Regions from separate parts of the Drosophila melanogaster genome. Here region 2 is linked to region 1. The links are chromatin contacts, called in public Hi-C maps. All regions are on one chromosome and are shown on one strand. The core of a region is the stretch at or near the end of the contact, and the rest is flanking DNA. Distances in the headings are between cores, read along the strand shown.

Region 1 (4,630 bases), core at 1,257-3,756:
TACACTCACTGTTTACAGTGTCGACGCTTTCCCAACGCTTGGACGAACCCATTACATAAATCCTACCTTATCGGCAAATGATTGCTCCGGCTCGTCCTGGTCAACCCTAAACAATCCCATCGATTCCCTAGCAGTGGGTGCAGCAGGTTTCCGTTTCGCCGGTCGGGGCGGCGCAATCATAGTGGAGCACAACATATATCTGATGTCGGTTTGCTTCGAATGTGATTCGCCCAGGCAATCGGAACGAATAGAGGTATATGATACTTGTGGAAGCTCACCATCTCTGGGTCGCAGCTCCGCAAGACGATGGAGCTTATCATGCAGATTTACATTTTGACTCAGCCCCGTGAAATTGGCTGGCGAATCTTGGCTTTCGGTGATAAATTCATCGAATCCAAAGAGGTTTTGTGAAGATGATGTTCGTTCTTCCGTATTCGTTTCCTTTTCTTTTGGTATATTTTCACAGGGCAATATTTCGTTGCATCCGAAAGTATTTACTTCCGTTTGATTACGATTAGCTAAAGCAGGAGTCACTTCTCTGTTTAAGGACATACTGGTAGGAGCGATACCTTTTGAGGGAGTAGTTGACTTTCTAGGTATATCTTCACATGCAAAATCATCATCGAAACCAAAAAGATTCGACCGCGTTTGACTGCGTTGCGCTGGGGATGACGTCGCCATTGGACGAGGTGCCACTCTGGTAGGAGTGATTTCTTTTGAAACAGTGGCCGTCACGTTCTTCTTCCAAGACGGCAGTGTCACTACTTCTAGTATGTTAATATCCTTAAAGGGCGTTCGTTTCTGCAGCGTTCTCCGAGGATTCGGCAGGTGCACAAAGTTCTCCGCATTCTCTTCGCTTTCCTGGTCATTGATCGACATCGATTTGCTAATTGTGGGAGGGGGACGGTTCTCCTCATTCGAGTCGTTCGCATTTGAGTCATGATTTTGCTCGTGCAAAGGCGGACAAATGGATTCCTCGTGAGGGATGTTCTCAGCATGCTCTACCGGCGAATCTGGCACATAGACATGCCGACGTTGCACATGATCACTGGAGTACGATGGCATCTGGGAGTTGTTGAAACCAAACATGAAAGTATTGGGCAATGGTGAATCGTCGGAAACGCGCCAGGGGGATTTGCCTCCCGCGGTCCTAACTGCATTTGGAGACTGGTGGGCAATAGGCGACAATGCAGTGGTGGTGGCACTAACATCTGTCACCGGAGGAGCTCTGCGATTCAGCGGCGTGCTAACCAATTGTCGCGCCATGTTGATAAGTTCTCGACGTCTGTCTGTAGATGGCAGTGGATTTTGCGCCTGGGTCTGGTTAAGCATTACGGATCGGGCCAAATTACTGTAGGCTCCTTCGTGCGCTTGCTTAGAAGTGCTCGGCTCCACATGTACCTGGACGGGCACTTCGATGGGCTGCACGTATCCGTGCTCCGAATCGTTGCTATAATCTTCCTCGGGCTCGAAAATGGTCGATAAGGAGCGTGATGGCTTTTGAAGGCGCGGTTCTATGGACTTGGGAACGACCTTGACTGGCTCAGGCTCATTGTCTTTTGTCGAAACCTTTCTTCGATTACCCACAGGTCGGACCTTCTTTGCTGTTCTTTTGGCTCTCGGTTTGCCGATTTTTCTTGACCGCACCATTACGCAGGCCTTTCCATCCTTAACCAAACGCTGAATTATGTCTGCCGCCGGATCCTCCCTGTCACTGTCATCTTCGATCTGCGACTGCGACAGAAAATCGAAAACGTTGCGGGTCACCGATGATCGTGTCCTGGTTAAAGGCTGATCTCTGTGGAAGAAACGAGGTGGTTTTTTGGGCGAAATCTCAGCTGCCGGTCCACTAGGGCTTTTACTCCTTATGCGTTGCTGACATGGCGATGTTTCGGGACCTGCAAGTAGTTGTGCTTATCAAGAAAAGTCCATCATCCGCCTGGTGAGAGCCTCTTACCTGCCACATTTTCCTTGATATTTTGGGGTTGCGTTGATTTCTGTACCTTCGAAGGAATGTACATCGTCGAGTTGCGAGCCGGCTCAAAAGTGCTGGCATCCACATCAGGCGCATCATTTCGAGAAATTTCGGATACGACACCGTTTTTTACCTTAATGCGCCTTATTTTTACCACGCATTTTCTTATGCGACACTCTGGCTCGTTTAGGGCTGTCAAAGATTGTTTGTTTGATAGTTTCGTGGGACGCCCGGGTTTTCGTATTATCGTGGTCAAATCAGCTCCGAGTTTCTTGGGACGCCCGGGTTTACGTATTGTGGTCAAATCAGCTCCGATGGACAGCTTCTTGGGACGCCCGGGTTTGCTTATCGTTGTGCTTAAGTCAGCTCCGATGGACTGTTTCTTGGGACGCCCGGGATTGCGTCTCGTTGCGGTGTTCACATCTGGCGACGGAACACACGGCACCGGCCGTGTTCTTACCATTTTAAGAATATAATTTGTTTACCAAATGAAATTCATGTACAGCTCCCGCCATTTTATTTACTAGTATGACCATCCCCCGATCTCTAAGACTTGCCATGAAAACCACTGAACACCAGTAGGTGTGAAGCTTGACTAACCAGCTAACCGAGACACTTTTCAACACTGAGCGCCAGGGACGGAGCACCGATAGTTGTCGATAGGCGGACAGAGAACCAGATGATTGGCCTCGCAATAATGTAAAAAATAAATAATTAGCTGTTTCCAAATAATCCAAATTCCAAATTCCTTGCACTACGATCCACCGTGCGTGTGTTCGTCGCCGTGAATGTGTGCGGGCAGTTTCGTTTCACGCGCCCCAAGCAAGTACAGCTGAAAATTGAGAAGGAAAGCAAGAAAGAAAACCCCCCAAACTGAAAATCGAGTGAAAGTTTTCTCATCGTCTTTGTTTTGTAATTGTGATTTTCCTGCCTGCTGCCAGCGCTCATTACTGGCAATATTGGATCGACGTCGACATAGTGTCGCTGCTGCGGGCGCGGGTGGCCGACGGCGACTATAGCAACTACACCTTATAGCTACTATAATACTAATGCTATACTCGCGGTCCCTATTGTGATTGTGTTATATATTTAAATCGACTCGATTCGAATCGAATCCAATCGCTGTCGTGGTCGCAGTCGCATTCGCGTTTTCTGGGACTGCTGCAAAAGGCCTTGCGATTTTCTGCGCCAGGTACTGTGTAAAGACGTCGATGTGGGAAGGGGGGTGGAGGCGGTTGTGGGATGGTTGGGATGGCACGGGGCGAATCCCAATAAGAAACTAGCGCGAAAACTGGCATACCAGCGTACATACATACGTACGTACATCGCACGCGACACATGCCATACATACATAGGCGAATTATAATGGCAACAAATAAATGCAACCGACCCAGCAGTTGAACCACTACCACCTATACCACCACTACTACCAAAACCAGACCCTATCCAATTCATTCCAATCCAATCCCAGGCAACGAGAACCCGAAGGCTGACTGTGACGCCAGTGGGGGAAATGGAAATGGAGCCAAGGCAGATGTACATATCTGTGGATGTATCTGCGAATTATGTCTCAGGGTCAAGGACACTGCTTCTGCCTCGCTAACCGTTGTTTGACCTTATTAACGAGTCGGAAGTGGTGGATTCGCCGCTCACCGACTTTAGGGATACCCTTTCGGTTCGCTTATCCAAAGAATAGTAGCTTAGTAGATACATTCATTGGTAGATAGTTGTCCCCCAAAACGAGTCATGCATATAGTCTTTATACTTTGCAAAATAAGTCAAGGTAAATTGAAATGTCCTCCAAATTGTAGATTTCCCTGCGTACTTATAAATCCAATATTAGTTTTTAGATAATCTTTTTCTTTTGAATGCAACATCTCATTAACTTCCGACAAAAGTCAACATAGCTATACATTATTGATCAAACTCTTCGTATCTTCAACCAACTTCGACTAAAATGATTGTCTAAGCTTACAATTGTTCAGAAATTAAACTATTTTGAAGTAAAAAAGGCAGCCAGGTGGATTTGACTAGTAAAAGCATATTTTATGGGATCCCCTTACTTGGTGACACTCGTGTATCCCATATCAAATATTCAACGTATGATCCCTTTCTCCTTGGCAGATCAACTGCATTGGCCGGCTCCGCGCATAAACAATGTGCGATACCAAAGACGATGCGCAGAAATGGAAATGTGAAACTTGCACCTACGAGAACTACCCATCCTCGCTGAAATGCACCATGTGCCAGGCGTCCAAGCCGCTGCTCAACGAGGACATCTTCCGGTATGACAACTCTGACGATCTATACCTAATCTTCTGCTAATTAATACTTGCTAATTCTTGCAGTCTGAGTCCAGCCCAGGAGAGCTGCACCGTTGCGGAGGAGGCGGCTGCCGTCGAAGTAGCCGTAATGTCGCCCACACCTTCGTCCACGTGCTACTCGCTCCAGCCGCAGAGCCAGGCACGGCAGAGCAACGTGGCGGACAGCGAAAAGTGGCCCTGCAAGGTGTGCACCTATCTCAATTGGCCGCGGAGCCTGCGCTGCGTTCAGTGCTGCACGAAGCGCGGTGGCGAGGCGATAGAGCGTGGCAAAAAGGACATGGATAACGAGGCGGACGGGGATCGTGCAGGAGAGGCGCTGCAAGCCCTTCGC
Region 2 (4,630 bases), core at 1,245-3,744, 44 kb before region 1:
ACTTGTTGATGCTAAGGGTCTCGAAGAGCAGGACAAACGGGGCTGAGATAATGGACACCACCAATGGGCCGATGAAGGTGCGTGGAACCACGCCCGGATAGTCATGGTGATCGTACTGAAATTCAGAAAGATATTAGTGATCTGGCAGGAGGTTTGGGGAACCTTTGTCCTCCACCTGCGTAAAGTTGTTTCGCAGATAAAGAATGTCGTGCATGGCCTGGAGATTGAAGCTCTCCTCCACTTTCGTAAAGGGCGTGTAGACCAAATGGGCCGCCGCCGTCACAAAGATTAGGATGTCCATGTTGCGGGCGGTTTTGGCTGTCGGGTGTCGCTGGTGTGCAAAGTGTGCTGGACAGGAATCGGGGCGTTACATAATGGCCATATTTGTTTTGACACCGATATCTATATATTCTAGTCCGTTGGAAAATCTATAAATTTCTGCGCGATGGTATCTGACGAAGATTTCCCAATCGAAGCCGGCGTTGCACAATGTCGATATCTAGCCACCTTTCTTTGACTAAGTGTTTGAATGTCTCACAAAAAGTGTCAATGCCTAGGCATATATATTTTTCCTATGCCGAAGAGAATTTGTGGTTCCAAAATAAACCAAAATAGATATATAAATAGATCGCTCCACGTCGGAGGCAGAAAAGCAAGCACAACAAAAACAAATCCAAGAAAAACAACAGGTCGGTTCAACAGCTGATTGCCATTCACGTGGCGACGCGAAAAGTTTCGAAGGAGCGTTAAAAATCATTTTAGAAATTGTATAATTTTTATATATCGATCGGGCTTAATCAACATAGTTTGAAAATACAATATATCATAACTTCGCATTCAATAAGTATTAAATAATTGTTTCTGGTTACGCTCATGTATTGAAGCTTTTTTAGTATTGCCATTCTTATCCTGTTAACAGTTATCGATATTTTTTTTACGATAACCTGCTTTAGCCTTTGAAAATTCGTGTCATTGCCTTTCACTTCGAATCGAATCTCCACAGGGATAAGACGAAAATGCGTTTGTTAAAGGAGGAAATTGCCCAGTTTCACGAGCAGTCGCTGGAGAAGTATGATGGACTGGATCCGCATGATCTGTATGTACTATATAAGAAGCTTCAGATGGAGCTGGAGCTCATCCAGGTGCAGGAGGATTATATCAAGGAGGAGCAACGCAATCTGAAGAAGGAGTTCATACACGCTCAGGAGGAAGTTAAGCGCATAAAAGCCGTGCCTCTGGTCATTGGCCAGTTTCTGGAGGCGGTGGATGAAAACAACGGCATAGTGGCCTCCACCACCGGATCCAATTACTATGTTCGAGTGCTATCCACCATTGACAGGGAGCAACTGAAGCCGTCCTCTTCGGTTGGGCTGCACAAGCAAAGCAATTGTCTGGTCGATCTGGTGCCACCGGAGGCGGACAGCACCATATCGATGCTATCGCCGGATGAGAAACCGGATATCAGCTACTCCGACATTGGAGGCTTGGACATCCAGAAACAGGAGATACGCGAGGCTGTCGAGCTGCCCTTGACCCACGCCCAGCTTTACAAGCAAATTGGTGGGTATTCGCAATATCAAAAGACTATTTCCACTAATTCTCTTCCAGGCATCGATCCCCCACGCGGCGTCCTCCTTTTTGGACCACCTGGATGTGGCAAAACCATGCTGGCCAAGGCGGTGGCCCATCATACAACTGCATCATTTATTCGTGTCGTGGGCTCCGAGTTCGTCCAGAAATACCTAGGCGAGGGGCCACGCATGGTGCGAGATCTTTTCCGCCTGGCCAAGCAGAATTCTCCTTCAATTATCTTCATTGATGAGATCGATGCGATTGCCACCAAGCGCTTTGATGCACAGACAGGTGCTGATCGCGAGGTGCAGCGCATCCTGCTGGAGCTACTCAACCAAATGGATGGCTTTGATGAGACCACCAACATTAAGGTTATCATGGCCACCAATCGTGCAGATACCTTAGATCCGGCTCTGTTACGACCCGGCCGTTTGGATCGGAAAATTGAGTTACCATTGCCGGATCGTCGCCAGAAGCGCTTAGTTTTCACCACAATCACCTCGAAAATGAATGTGGGTGAGGATGTGGATCTGGAGGACATCATTGCACGTCCGGACAAGATCTCCAATGCGGATATCAATGCCATTTGCCAAGAGGCTGGTATGCATGCAGTGCGCGAGAATCGCTATGTGGTCAATGCCAAGGACTTCGAAAAGGGTTATAAGACCAGCGTGCGCAAGGACGAAGCTCAGCATGAGTTCTATAGCTAGATGATTAATTTCAAATACAATCTGAATATGTAAACTTGTAGTATTTAACAAAGCCAATCCCGAGTTTACCAAAATCCTGAAACTTCGAAATATATTAGTCAATACTGGTGCTTTAAATAAAAGAAAATCAAAATTAAGGGCGGCTTGGCGCGCAATTCAAAATAACCGATAGACTTCGATAGCGATTGTGGGTGGCGGGGGTGAAAACGCGCGCGTTTGCATGTGACTGTCGGAACAGCTGTTGGTTCAAAACTTCTTCCCGGATTTTGCCGGGTTTCGCTTTGGGTTTATTTGGTTAGTGAATACTGCTGCCACGATGATGCATCTAGAGTGGTATGTGACGAAGATAAAGCCAGCGGTGGAAGGCTTCATCAAGGAGCCCAGCAAGGACACGTTGTCGGTGGTGGAGCGCGCAATCGAGGGATTCAACTTTGGAGAAATGCGCATTTACCAGGTGCAAACGGTGGTGCCACTGGTGGTCAAACTGGATGAGCTAACCGGGTAAGTGGCTCCGCTCCGCTTGGGTTTTCGACTTCAGAGAAGACTGTCTCTTCCGCAGAGAAAACCAGGAACTTCGCACCAGCCTGATGAACTGCTTAAGCAACATTGTCTCCAAAACATACCTGGCCGATGAGAAGGGTCTGCGTTCCATCCTGGTGGTGGTGCTGCAACAGGTACGCGACTCCAAGACAGCGTCCATGCGACCAAACCTTTCCGAGGAAATCAAACTGGCAGCCGTTCAGTGTATATTCGAGGCACTTCGTCGCTCCACCACTGATGTGGTGGAATCTTTCTACGTTAAGGAGACTGCGATGGTTATTGGCCAGATACTGATCATGCTCTTGGAAATCATCGAACAGGAAAAGTATCGAAAACTCGTACAGACAGCCATTCAGTGTCTGATGATGGTTTTCTATGTCCATGACGAATCCGATCAAGTGGATGTTGTCCTGCGTAGTCAGGTAGCCAATACCATATTTATATTCCTTCCCAAGGTACTCATCGTGCTGTTCAAAACATCAATGAAAGATGACAAGGTGGGAGAGACTATAAAATCGGTGAGTTTTTCGATGGTTTTGTATAACTTCATTTATATTGATTTAAATATTATAATTAGATGGCAATTCAAGCGCTGGGACGCATTATTTGCATAATGTTTGAGGAGACCACTAATGAGTTTATAAAAATGCGCTACGATGGAGATGCCTTCCGCAAACTGTTCAAAAACAACGAAGAGGCTCATCAATGCGATTTCACCTTTTTTGCCAGCAAGAAGGCTACTACAGAACAGAATGAGGAGCGATTGCATCAAATGCAAACGGAGCTTCGTTCGCATCAGTGGGTGGCCGCCACTTCGAGGCACCTTCGACCAATATTTGCCGAAATGAGTATTCTACGGACTCACAGCGCAATACGGGTAAGGGAATCCTACTCCGATATGTGTTGCCTGTTGCTAAAACATTGTGCTTACAATCTGAGGGGAAACTTTCTCCATGTACTAGAGAGCGTATTGGCTCTGTCAGAGGACGAGAATGAGAAGATAGCCCAGCGGTGCAGGGACACCCTACTTCTGCTGCAACAACAGGCCAGCAGCCAAGACATATTCGATGAGAATGCGGAGATGCTGCTAGATGCACACCTCAATAAATGGCCACGCATACTGCATCGCTGCGAGGACAACGAACAGTTTGCCGAGCTTCTGTTCTTCAAAGGATTCCTACGCAACGTCAACACCGATAAATTGCAGCTATTGCTGCTAGTTCCCAAAAATCTGGAGATGTTCGTCACTTGTCTGTTGACAGCACTAGATCAACGGCCAACCAGGGACCTTCTCAACGAGGAATACTCACTTCGACGTATTCGAGAAGGTGATTCCAAAGGTCTGGCCGCCGAACTGGCCAAACTGCCTTGGAGGCAGTTCAAGTATCTAAGCTCAAGGCGTACAGTTGATATCCTATATGACATTGGAGCCCTGTTGGGTACTGAGCCAACAATAAATCGACTTGTATTTGATTACTGTCAGGAGATGATTCAGCAAAGGTCACCATCCATGAACGAGTGTGTGCTGCTTCTAACACTGATGGTAACGCCGCAGGAGAAGAAGGCGCGGGGAAGTCGACTGGTGCTGGCTAAACTTTTCTTGGACCAGATCCTTCGAGACGAGCATTGGAACCTGGCCCTTCAGCCGGACTCGGCGTGGCGCCTTAAGGTCAACAAGGTGAGAATGGATTTTATATGTGTACAATGTGTACTATAATTTTTTTTAGCCCACGCATTGGTTTGAGGACCGTACTCCTGGCATCTATTCATCGGCGATTGAGGTACGCACCCAGGACTGCGATTCTGAT

The links. A called contact is a pair of places that touch in the nucleus more often than the background predicts.
Region 2: a contact with region 1 is called in a Hi-C map of the Kc167 cell line, with 2.1 times the contacts expected there. A contact is called at or near these places in 49 of 107 Hi-C or Micro-C datasets (the Clone 8 cell line, the D17-c3 cell line, the Kc167 cell line and 15 more) and 4 of 7 datasets of targeted methods (the Kc167 cell line and the S2 cell line).

What each region holds. Positions count from the first base shown.
Region 1 is chr3R:9,709,018-9,713,647 of dm6, reverse strand. dmt (dalmatian) reads right to left here and starts at 2,506. Exons shown (of 3, transcript NM_079571.2): 1 at 1,958-2,506; 2 at 67-1,898. The coding sequence starts at 2,438. It overlaps trbd (trabid), which reads left to right and starts at 2,611. Exons shown (of 9, transcript NM_141674.3): 1 at 2,611-3,167; 2 at 4,100-4,260; 3 at 4,324-4,630. The coding sequence starts at 4,133. It overlaps scaRNA:PsiU1-6 (small Cajal body-specific RNA : PsiU1-6), which reads right to left and starts at 41; the gene lies at 1-41.
Region 2 is chr3R:9,752,550-9,757,179 of dm6, reverse strand. It overlaps Tti1 (Telo2 interacting protein 1), which reads left to right and starts at 2,494. Exons shown (of 5, transcript NM_141680.2): 1 at 2,494-2,783; 2 at 2,842-3,340; 3 at 3,400-4,500; 4 at 4,550-4,630. The coding sequence starts at 2,599. It overlaps Rpt3R (Regulatory particle triple-A ATPase 3-related), which reads left to right and starts at 670. Exons shown (of 3, transcript NM_169308.4): 1 at 670-689; 2 at 1,004-1,560; 3 at 1,609-2,445. The coding sequence starts at 1,017. The coding sequence ends at 2,282. Alg12 (Alg12 alpha-1,6-mannosyltransferase) reads right to left here and starts at 689. Exons shown (of 6, transcript NM_141682.4): 1 at 176-689; 2 at 1-115. The coding sequence starts at 301.